Regions from separate parts of the Zea mays genome. Here regions 1 and 2 are each linked to region 3. The links are chromatin contacts, called in public Hi-C maps. All regions are on one chromosome and are shown on one strand. Each heading gives the region's core, a stretch centred on a gene start, on an enhancer-like site or on the middle of the called end of the contact. The rest is flanking DNA. Distances are from core to core; before and after follow the strand shown. Region 1 holds the start of LOC118473374. Region 2 has its middle 86 kb from the start of LOC103638763. Region 3 holds the start of LOC103638764.

Region 1 (3,578 bases), core at 654-3,153, 160 kb before region 3:
GGATGAATGTCTCTAATTATTAACAATCGTGTTGTCTTGCTCTTGATGTATAGCATTCGAGAACAAGGACCAACAGTACCAAATTACATAAATACCTACGTACACCGTAGCATAATTAGTATCAGCAAATATCATAAACTGGTTATAGGGAGCATAGTTGCATGGTTGTTAGAGCGATCCTATATTTATGGAGTCATCCGATTTTTGCGTGCATGTAATGGAAACGAAAATGTCATCCAAAATTTGCGTACATGTAACAAAAACTTCCACGATATACCATAATTATCAGATCTACCATAAAAATAGGATCTCCATGTATGTATCTGCGCATGTGCATGTCCTCCGCCCAGGCACGGGGTTAACCTCCCCACGTACGTTAGTCAAACTACTGGTCCAACAATCAATCTCCCATGTTGGACGCAAGCCACTCCTGGTCCAACAATCAACCTTACGCGTTGGACACAAGCCACTCGAACTAGGAGTCTAGGACTATTTCAAGTTTTAGGACTCTTATTATTTAGGACCCATGGTTGGAGATGCTAAAACGGGGAGAAGAAAAAAAACGAAAAATAGAGAGCATTAGCCAGTGCACGTACTCTTTCTCAGACGGCTGTGAAAGTTGCAGCTTAGGCACGCAAGGGCTCGCAAGTCGCAACTTGCACTTTGCAGTGTGATTATCAGCGCGGCAGCTTTTTGGAAAGTTGTGTCCTTCTTTTGACTGGTCCTACTTACCAAACTATATATTGTACGTCCACGACCTCGCTCTTAATCCTTATCTCATCACTTGCATATTGGCCCTGAAATGTGTCTAGCTCTTGTTGCTGTGGGAGACATGTGCGAGAATAACTACGCGAGCTGAAAGGCAAGAAGAACAGGCACAATTTGCTGCGACTGTAATCTGTACCGGCCCTAAACGGTAAGGAATAAGAGAGTTAAGTGGATGGTGTTCTTTGTCTCTCTTTCAGGCAATATAGGTTTGATCAATAGAAGCTGCATGCACACTCTGAGGTATAGCCTTAGCCTAAGCTGTGTGAGGGAAATCTATTTACACTTGTACTAATCGCTTTACAGAAAAGAGGTCGACCGATAATATCTATCACAGAAAAGTGTCTGGGGGTACAATAATTAGGGCACCAAAACACCCCTATAGGTCTGCCAATGCAAATCGAGCCGCTAGCTACCGTCTAACCCGTACTGCGTCGATTATCACACATGCATGCATGAGGTAGCGAACAGTGTGATCTCACCACAATTAGTAGGGTAGACCAAATCTTCGATGGACGTACAGGTACAATAACTAATTATATATAAAAAAACAACGACCCTGAAATGACCGCACGTATTAGTGACTCTCTGAGATGCCGGCTTATCGCCACAAACTTTTATTTGCTATCTGAGCAGAGCACTCGATCTACTAGCTATTCCTTATCTCAATTGCATGATGTCAGAAAAGATTTTTAAAAAATGCTCTGGCTTAAACCCCGGACTAGCACTAGCTATAGCTAGCTAGCTAGCTAGCTTAAGGTGATCGTGTGAATATATGGAAAGCCCATTTGCCTTCCATTATTACCAAATCCAAGTAATCCATCATCATCAGCAGTCAGCACTCGATCGGATCAATATTGTTCGCAGAGCAAAACTACCTACCTGTTCAGACATTGCAGGGGGTTCATCCATGAAGATAGCTGGAGGAGTCTGAAGAAAGAATCTGCAGTCTATTCGTCGTCTTCTCCCGACGTGCACAACGCGTGGCCCGCTCGATGAGCCGATCGGTCCCGGCCGTCGGATGCCTCCGCAGAAGCGATCTCCTGGCCGCCGTCCGCTGCCCTCCGCTATAAATTGGGGAGGAGACCCGGTTGCCCTCCGACCTCCGAGCACAACTACCACACCCTCCAGCAGCAGGCAGCAGAAGTTTCCTAGTGAGCTTACCGCGTCCAGTGCCTGAAACTGTCGTCTGTGCTGTGCTCCGACTCCGAGAGAAGCTTCGGGTGATCGGTCGGTCGCCGCCGGAATGGGAGCCAGCCTGTCTTGCTTCGGCGGGTCAGGAGGCGGGTACTACGCCGACGAGCCGGGGTACGAGCAGCCGCGGCGGTCGTCCAGGAAGGTGCGGCCGAGTGACGAGGATGGCCTGTGGTACGTTGGCGAGCGCGACGTCGACATGAAGGCGTCGGCGTTCATCGCCAGGTTCCATGCCACCGCCTCCAGCAGCTAGGTCCGTGGAGCTAGCCCTGCAGGTGTCCATGTGCATGCACGCCGCGCCGATCGTATCACCATGTGAAATCTTTGGTCTTTCTGTGGGTCTCTCAATCAACCCATCCATGTCAATAGGTCGATCTATTCTCAAATATCGTCTGTAACTTATGTAAGGATGTGTACATCTGATCGTCCTAAATAAGAGCAATACTGGACGAGCTTTTCGTTGTGTATATATATGTGGACAAGAAGTTGTTTTCAAAACGAAATGTTTTTTTTTTTTTTTGCGAATTCAGAAAGATTCATTGAAAATCGAGGAATGCCATTACAAACGGGATTGGACACTTAACTCTCACAACGCTAACTCATGCGTGTATCTGTTTTTTTTTTCCGAGTTGTAGCTTGTACGTACATGTTTTGATTAACAAAAAACTAGTCTCCTAGTCTTCAACAGTTTGACTTGTATATAAGTTTGATAAATCATTTTATATTCAGTTGAAATTTGCAGATAGTATCATCTATAACTTGACCATTAAAACCTATAACGATCACAGCATGATATGATGTTTGTTTAACTGAATCAGTAAAAAAAAAATCGATTCCGTAATAGGGATCCAAGGCCACCAACTGCCATTAGTAATAAACAAAATAAAACGGTTTCTTCCTTGGCTATCCAATTACACTCGAGAATCCGAGATGGAAAAATAAATAAGTTTGCAATGAAGGAACTAGAAATCAGCTTCTGTGCAAACATATTTCTACATGAGTTTCAATCCAGTGGTGTATTCATCTTCCAGCATTATTCCATAATATTTTAGGATACAGTGGAAGGACATAAATTGGAATTTAGACCGGAATCTTTGTTTAATAACATAGTGACCAAACACTTCTACGTGAGCAGCTTAACCTATTTAATACTTTTGTCATATGTATTCTTCCAAGCACATCTAGGCCATGTTTCGTTGCACGAGACTAAACTTTATTTCCTCTTTTTAGTCTCTAAATTATTAAAAATAGGACTATAGAGGGTAGAGAAATATGATTTATTCTCTTTTAGTCCTTATATTTAGTAATTTAGGTAATAAAATAAATTAAAAGGGAGGGGGGACAAAGTTTAGTCACATGTAACCAAACACCCCCCTTTACTCGCAAATAAAGATGTTTGGCTTGTGACTATTTCTTTAGATTTATCGTTTTGGAACTTCCTTTGCTACTATTAGATTTGGCTTTTGCAATTAACTTGGTAGAATATTTATCCAAGTTTTCTGTTTTCCAAACGTTGAATATTCTATTTATATCTGACTGGCTTCTGAAGAAAACGGACCAAGTGATCATCTCTCAAAGCTCAGATATAACATGACTGAACTGTTTTCTAAGCACGATTG
Region 2 (3,619 bases), core at 498-2,997, 200 kb after region 3:
TAATTAGAACATGATCATAATTTAAATATAACATTAATCCCAAACCTAGGTAGAGTAGTAGCAAGTCTACCCAATAGTTCATATGTCTGCAAGGGTGCGGTAAACAAAACTAGGGAAACCTATTAGGTCACATCAATTTAACCTGAGTAAGTCACATTGATTAATGGAGAACATTATTAGGTAAAAAAGAGTGATCAAGGGCACAACTTGCCTTAGACTCAAGATCCAAAGTACTTTCCCAAGCTGGTCTTCAGATTCTCGTGACCTCACTGCTACTCATAGCAATACATACAAATAAACAAGAAGTACATAAAAATAACAGTACACCAATCACGAGAACAAACAACTTAAGAATATTCTATGCGCTACTACGAGATCATGGGTTTGAGAATCACTGAAATCAGAGTTGTGGTTAAAGAGATATGGTTTTCGGAAGACCTATGTGATTAAGCAATTAAAACTAGGTCTTACGTTGATCTTATAAATCATGTGAGAAAGATAATCTAATGAGATACCTCATTATAACTTGATTAGAGATAATATTTTAGTAAAATTTATAATTATAAACATATTAGCCTCGATTAGAAGAGTTAGTCTAATAAACATAAGTTAAATAAATATCTAATTATGATAGTATGTAGGATGATAGAAATAATGCTTTTAATGTGTAGGAAAATTTATTACGAAGCTAACGCAACTGGAACAGACTAAAACATAGTTAAAATGAAGAAGTTATGGGGTTTTCCAATATCTATGAATTGTTTTTATAATGGAAACCATTTTCAGAATTTATTTATAAGTATATTGCGTATGCTGGGCCGCGAGCATAAATATTCGAGGATTCAGGGTTGTTTTCATTAATTCTAGGGCCTCTCTGTAATGGTTTTAATACTAACCTGGACTACGAGTTGATTTGTAAAGATTCCAGGGTTTTTTAGCAACGTTGTCGCGGCGGCTTACACACGGTCTTGATCTGGCCATTGGATCTGATATCCATGGCAAGAACCAGACCACGAACCGGTATGCAACTGAGGTCGTTGATACGAAGATCGATGACCCATAAAACACCGACGAAGGGATATGCTAGGTTATAATCTTAACCACACCTCAAGATCTGACAGTCATGATTTAAAACAACCAAAAAGTTATACCATCTCTATTCTCAATCGTCTAATAGGGAATACAATGGCACCCGATCCACCCTCACCACACAGGTCGGATGAGGCGGCGTCGCCCCTGCATGCGGCGGCTGGCTAGATTGAAGGCGCTCGACGCCCCCAGCCCCCAAATCCCCACCCAAATAATTCTACACGATGAAGAGAGGATCCAAACTTCATGGATGATTCCTTACCCATGGTTTTGTCATGCCGGACTTCATTCACGGCGAGGAGCGGATCCACGGTGGCTAAATTTCTCTGGTGAGCAATTGGTAGTGCTCTGGTGGACTACGTCGCCCGAGAAGGCCACGACCACATGTAGCGCGCCACCACGAACTGTCTCGAGTACTTCACCGGCATCAGTCTCGTGCCCAGACAAGGAGTAGCTATGGAGACGATCTCCTCTGCTTCACCCGTGGCGGGTCCTGGGTTGGGCTCGACGGGATGGTATGGCTCTGGCGTACCGTATTATATAGCCGTGGAGGAGGACGCCAATGCGTTTGTTGAAGCGCGGGGCCAAAATCCTCGGAGCACCAGTGTTCTCGGCAGCTTTGTTCCCAGGGATGCCTCAGCCAAGGAGGGCCCACCAGTCGGCGAGAAAGCTTGCGCGCGTAGGCTCCGTGTGGCTGGCGCGTGGGAAAGGGAAGCTGGGCCGCGATACTAGGAATTCGGCCCAAAACGCAGGTATGAGTTTGTATTTTTCTTTTTTTCTTTTCTTTTCTTTTCTTTTGTCTTTTAATTTATTTTCAAGTTCAAATCTAGTTTTGATATTCAAATATTTGAATGCCCAAACAAAATACCACATGATGCAAAAATATTTTTTTTATTTTACTATTAGTATTCTGTTATTTTAAGTAAATGCCCCTAAACTTAATTGAGATGCAATACATAATTAACTAATTGGGGTCCCTCTTTATACTACTTATTAAATAAAATGAGTAATAACTTCCTTCAAACCTAAATGTCTATTACCTTTTTATATAAATGATCATGAAATTTTTATTAGGCCTCACTTTTGTATACTTCTTCAAAGAGTATCACAAAGTATATGTTTCAATTAAAAGAATAATGTAACCCCGAGAGGCACTTTTTTTAATCCATTGATTCACAACCTTAATATTTTAATTTTGAGGTAAACATCCTAAAGTACTTCAAATATAACTTTTAGGGTATTACAGTTGTGAATTTGAAGTTCCCAGAGTACATAGAACCTTTGTCTGTGGTAGTGTAGTGAGAATATACAAGACAAGAAGTATGTTGTGAGTTTAACTTATTCAAAAAGAAAATGGAAATTGCTTTAAGAGTTGCACAAATATAACCAATCAATAATAGGCAAATTGCCTCCCTTCTTGTGTATCTTGCCAATGCCTGAAAAATAATAGAACAAGTAGTAGGTTGTGAAAGGTGAAAGATGTTTGTTTTGGTAGGATAGTTGTCTCCATTAGAAAAAGAAGCTTGCCTGAAAGCAGGGGCAGCAGCCACATCCGTGGCCTCTAAACCTTCTTAGCATAAATACTTCTAGCATTCAATACATGTATGTACCCATCACACATGATGCTAGAAACTTCTACCGTAAAAGAAAGACAACAAAAGCATATTACCAATCAATAGATAGTTCTTAAAGGCAAATCATGAGAATTTGATAAAGCATGTTACCAATCAACGGATAGTTCTTAAAGACAAATAATGAGGACTACATTCATCTGATCATGAATCAAAATGATAGCAATGTATATAGTAACCATATACATATTTCTATAAAACAGCCAAACAGCTTACCCCAACACCCAACTTTAGTAACCATATACAAATAAAAATGCAGATCCATCAGAGAGAGGTACCGTGAACGTAGAGTGCACGCGAGCTTCTTTGAGACCTACCAACGACTGGCGCCATCCAAATTTCTCTTACGCTAGAAAAAAACTATTATTTCTCATGATGAAACGGTTCATATTTTCACAAGTACAATGTATATGCAAGTTAGGAAATTTAGATATGAAGAAAAAGTGCCAATACTGTTCTTATTATTGCAGCATAGAGGTCAGCCTGATAGCAACTGCCTTGCGCACGGGGTTGTCCGCATGCTGGTACTTAAAGCACTTGTAATTTGGGCAAGGTAGGTGATAATTAGTATTATTAACAGTCTTTTTGCTTGGTGCACTTATAATGAATAATGAAAGAGATTCCAGTAACATATGAGTAATTCAATAAAGCCACATTAATGAAAGAGATTCATGTGATTTGTGACTTTTTTCCATGAAATTTGCAACATTGTTCTGAGCCTTGATTTGTGATTTTTTTTTCTTCTGATCATCCTTGCTATCATTAGGATCATGTGACTTTTCTTAGTTAACCTACTTGTAGCTGCTGCAATGCCCAAATGCATTTTTGTGGCTATTCTCTAAACAACCCTGCTTTGTAAATCTCTGTGAAGTTCAAATCCTTGCACGAGTGCTTCTAAT
Region 3 (3,883 bases), core at 851-3,350:
AATCTATAATGGAATCTATGTGCAATGGCATACTTATGTAAGGCATCACGGAAATCCTTAGGTCCTTCAAACACTTGGCCAACTCCAGTTATCACATTCTTCCAACTTGCACAAACCTTTTGTCTCTTAGACCCATCCTGAGTTGTTGGGACAATCGCAAAGGCATCTGTGGGAGTGTCCAAGACAGCAACAATGTTCTTTGATCTGAAAAAAAAATGCCGCGTGTCATTCTGCAATTTACTAATGTGACCACAAGAAATTAGGACAGTAGACAAGTACCTGTTGTCAGCTTTCTTCATGACATAAATGTATGTCGAATCTGACTCCGCATGGAATTCAACCATGCGTCGTAGGTCCTTGTCATTGGAAATAGAGATCAAAGTTTTATCATTCTTTGGAAGGAAATACTTGAATGCAAACTGGTCAAGCTTCAGATTGTTAAGTGTTGACGATATCTCTTGCTTAAATGCACTAAAAGTCCAGTCACTTTGAACATGCATAGCATGTGCCTCTCCACCAGAATATGACATGTGTCCATCTTCATCGGTGTTGAATTCTCCACCTATTTGAAGAACAGCTAATATTTGTCCCTTCCCCATAAGTGTCTCCTTCCTACAAAGGGACAACAAGTTCAAGAATTAGGCTACTAACTGATTTCTTTGAGACACTCCATGTGTGTCTATTACACAAGGAAAAAGACAAATTCTGTAAAGGGGTAAATTAAATCAACTCAAACGAATGGAGGTGTAAAATGAACTAAAAACACTGTGGGGGGCTATGTGAAGTTGTGAACATTGTCCATAGGTGAGGGGAGTAATTTGTACTTTTTCCATTAATAATTTTAAAGTGATAACAAACATCTCCAATGGTTAAATGCAATGTTTAATAACAACCCAAACATCAGTAGTTCAGCAGTTCAGCTTCATAAATAGTTGTAGAAATATAGGATTTCATGTGCAAACAGAAGGTACTGCCCCTATGGAAATGACTAGATATCTAAGGTGTGATTGGTTTCATGCATGCAGTCAGAACAGGCTGGTTGGATGCAGCATGCAGGAGGTAGATGTTTGGTTCGACGGACGTCCACATGGGCAAGGATTTGTGGGTGCAAATTAGGCCAAGAAATGAAATGGGATTTTGTTTCTGGGGAGCCTAGCTCACGCAGTGCACGTCACATGTCTGCTGCTCTCTTGGCGCCTGCACAAGGCGAGTAGGGAGAGACCAACCAATCAAGCTATGCGATGAGATGGTATGGATGGAAACATGAACCAAAGAAGGTGCTCCTACATGCAGAGACCCTGGCTGCCACATGTCAGCCTGGCTACCTAGAAAGTAGAAACCAGAACTAATCACGCCCCTAGTGAGCGGACTGAATGGCAAAACTAGTAACTGGAGGATTCCAGGCTTTCCTCTGCCACAAGCAAACTTGAAATAAACTCGGTGTGGGAATAATAGCGATGTTTTGATTCATGTGCATTTTAAACATATCTTCCAGGATGAAATACAAGTGAAGAATTGAACTTGTTGCTTCTTTTCTCAAGGAGGCGCTCAGTGTACCATGATACATTACTTTGAGAAAGCAAGCGGCAGATAAGCGGGCACAGAAAAACCTAATCGAAGTTCTGGTTTTCAGTAGTACGGATCCGTGTGGCCGACTAGGATTAATGAAGCCGAATTCAAGAAGTCACGGACAAACCCCAGGAAGCACTTGACTCCCACAGAACAGGTGTATCGATTACCTGGGTCGCGGCGGGATCTGCTGGTCGAAAGCGCGGGGATCCTACCCTCTGGTGTCAGCGGCACGAAGGGAGGACACCCGGCAGCGGAACCGGCGGTAGGCGCCAAGCGTAGGCTCAACTACGACGAGAAGCTGCTCGACGCGCGCGAGCGGTGGGGGCGTGGCCAGCAACGGGGCTCCCGGTTCCGGCCGCCGCTGGTCTGACTCGGGGATAAGGCGGTCATGTGCCCGGGTGCGGCTTCCGATCTAGGGTTTGCGTGCGGGGTCCACGCGTCACACGCATCCCGCATTCCCCAATCCCCATCTCATCTCTCTCTTCTTTATCTATACTATTTGTACTGTCTATTAAGTCAATAATGTACACGGTTATTGTGCCTCCGTTAGGTTTAAAAACGGACGGATCAAATCCCACCCGACCTGTGGGGACAGATATCCCCGGGTCCACTAGAAGGCGAAAGGCCCTCGCGTGGGGCATCGGGCCAGTTACCTCGCAAGGCCATCCCTTCATGGGCAGGACAAAAACTACTAGCGTAATGGGCCGACATGAGAAGGTGACAGACACAGACTCAAGCTCAGGCATCCCGTCAAATCATGTGTTATCCAAAGATACCGTCCGACTTTCCCACGCGTGGCGCCCACAAATGTCGGCGCGGATTAGGGATGAATCGGCGATGTTTTCGGAAGAACAGTTCAGTCGGTTCACTATTATTTAGGAAATATGTGATCATGATGTAAGTATGGAGTGCCCTACGGTCGTGTATATAAGGCGCAGAGGGTACCACATCATTTTCATTCCCATCTACCTATCTCATTAGCTTCTCTCCATCCAGGAGACATCGCTTGTAACCCACCACATATAGATCCACACCAGGAAGTAGGGTATTACGCCTCTCCAAGCGGCCCGAATCTGCAGAAAATTGTTTGTCTCTCTCTTTCGTGCATCCAGCAAGAACCATTGAGTTACACTCAACAGCACTTTCCTACCCAAAAGCACCACAAGGGTAACCCTAGGTGTGTGGTCGGGCTCTAAACACCGACAGCTGGCGCGCCGGGTAGGGGGGTGTCGTTGATCCAAGCTAGCTCAATGGCCATCACCTCCAAGTGCAAGATCGCCCTTCGTCCCGAGACTATGTTCTGCTTTGGAACCATCTCATCCGTAGTAGATGAAGAGGAAACTCTGCACCGCATAGCAGATCCGCCGGAGAAGAAGCTTTCCTCGGAAATCCCGAGGAGAGCCAGAGCAGAATAGCGGGTGGTGCCACCACCCACATCTCAAGCGAAGATGACCTCTTACAAACCGAAGGCCGGAGCTCACCTACCCGAAAAACTCTGATGTCCACCTCGCCCACAAAGGAGTGGACACGGATCACTCGAAAGAAGGAAGCAAACATTCTGAGTTAGGGGACGAGAGCACGCTGAGCCGTCTTTCCGACACCTTCACCCTCAAAGGAGGACGGAAAGAAGAGCGCCATCGCGACGACTCCTTTCTACCCCGACGTCCTCTTCATCGGGGGAGATTAGAGTCATCACCCATCTCCGACGATGAGTCTACCATGCAAGGGGAAGAACCTACCCAGCGTGAAGCACGACAACGGAGGAACAGACGCCGGAACGTGCGACGACATTACGAAGCTAAGGAACGGGATCCAGCGCAGCCCGTATCCCGGGACGAAGCCTCAGAAGTAGGAGAATCTCCCAACGAGCGAGTACACCGGGAAAGGCGAAACTCTTGCCGCTGCGATCGTCGACAAGCTCAGGACCGAGAACGAGAGCAAGCCGAGCAAGGTGCAAGGCTGCGCCGAGAGAACCCTCTCTTTGCTCGGAACCTATACTCTGACTTCGCCCGTGCAATGGACACGCCGAGTGAAGTCGGAGGACTGCTGGCCTAGATAGCTGACGGCCTCCCGCGAACCCCACACGCGGAAGGCTACCGGCGGCTGCTTACTCGAACAGCTAATCACCTTCTGCCCATCGCTCATCCCCCGAGCGACCTACTCCACGCCATCAACAGTCGACGAGACGCGCGGAGCTCCATCAACGCTTCGCACGACCGACGGCACAAAAGTGAAATAAGGCGCCGGGAGGAGTATGACCGGGATCACGGCGTCCCGGCACGCAGTCGCGCCACCCGAGCTGAGTCGGCTG

Evidence for each region. Hi-C and Micro-C count contacts between places; a contact is called where the count stands out from the background.
Region 1: a Hi-C map of tassel shows a contact between it and region 3, with 2.4 times the contacts expected there. The contact joins the promoter of LOC118473374 here to the promoter of LOC103638764 in region 3. A contact is called at or near these places in 2 of 25 Hi-C or Micro-C datasets (leaf and tassel).
Region 2: a contact with region 3 is called in a Hi-C map of endosperm, with 2.0 times the contacts expected there. The contact joins the enhancer-like site here to the promoter of LOC103638764 in region 3. A contact is called at or near these places in 3 of 25 Hi-C or Micro-C datasets (ear, endosperm and leaf).

Annotation. Positions count from the first base shown.
Region 1 is chr9:103,734,310-103,737,887 of Zm-B73-REFERENCE-NAM-5.0, reverse strand. LOC118473374 reads left to right here and starts at 1,903. Exons shown (of 1, transcript XM_035962611.1): 1 at 1,903-2,466. The coding sequence starts at 2,012. The coding sequence ends at 2,212.
Region 2 is chr9:103,377,774-103,381,392 of Zm-B73-REFERENCE-NAM-5.0, reverse strand. No RefSeq gene overlaps it. Among protein-coding and RNA genes, the nearest start is that of LOC103638763, 86 kb to the right of the region's middle. Within about 2 kb of position 1,747, at least 18 of the 20 cell types and tissues checked have an H3K27ac peak or open chromatin away from gene starts, as enhancers often do. A contact at or near this core is called in ear, endosperm and leaf, where this site is marked.
Region 3 is chr9:103,576,561-103,580,443 of Zm-B73-REFERENCE-NAM-5.0, reverse strand. It overlaps LOC103638764, which reads right to left and starts at 2,100. Exons shown (of 3, transcript XM_008661583.4): 1 at 1,740-2,100; 2 at 280-612; 3 at 1-204. The coding sequence starts at 599.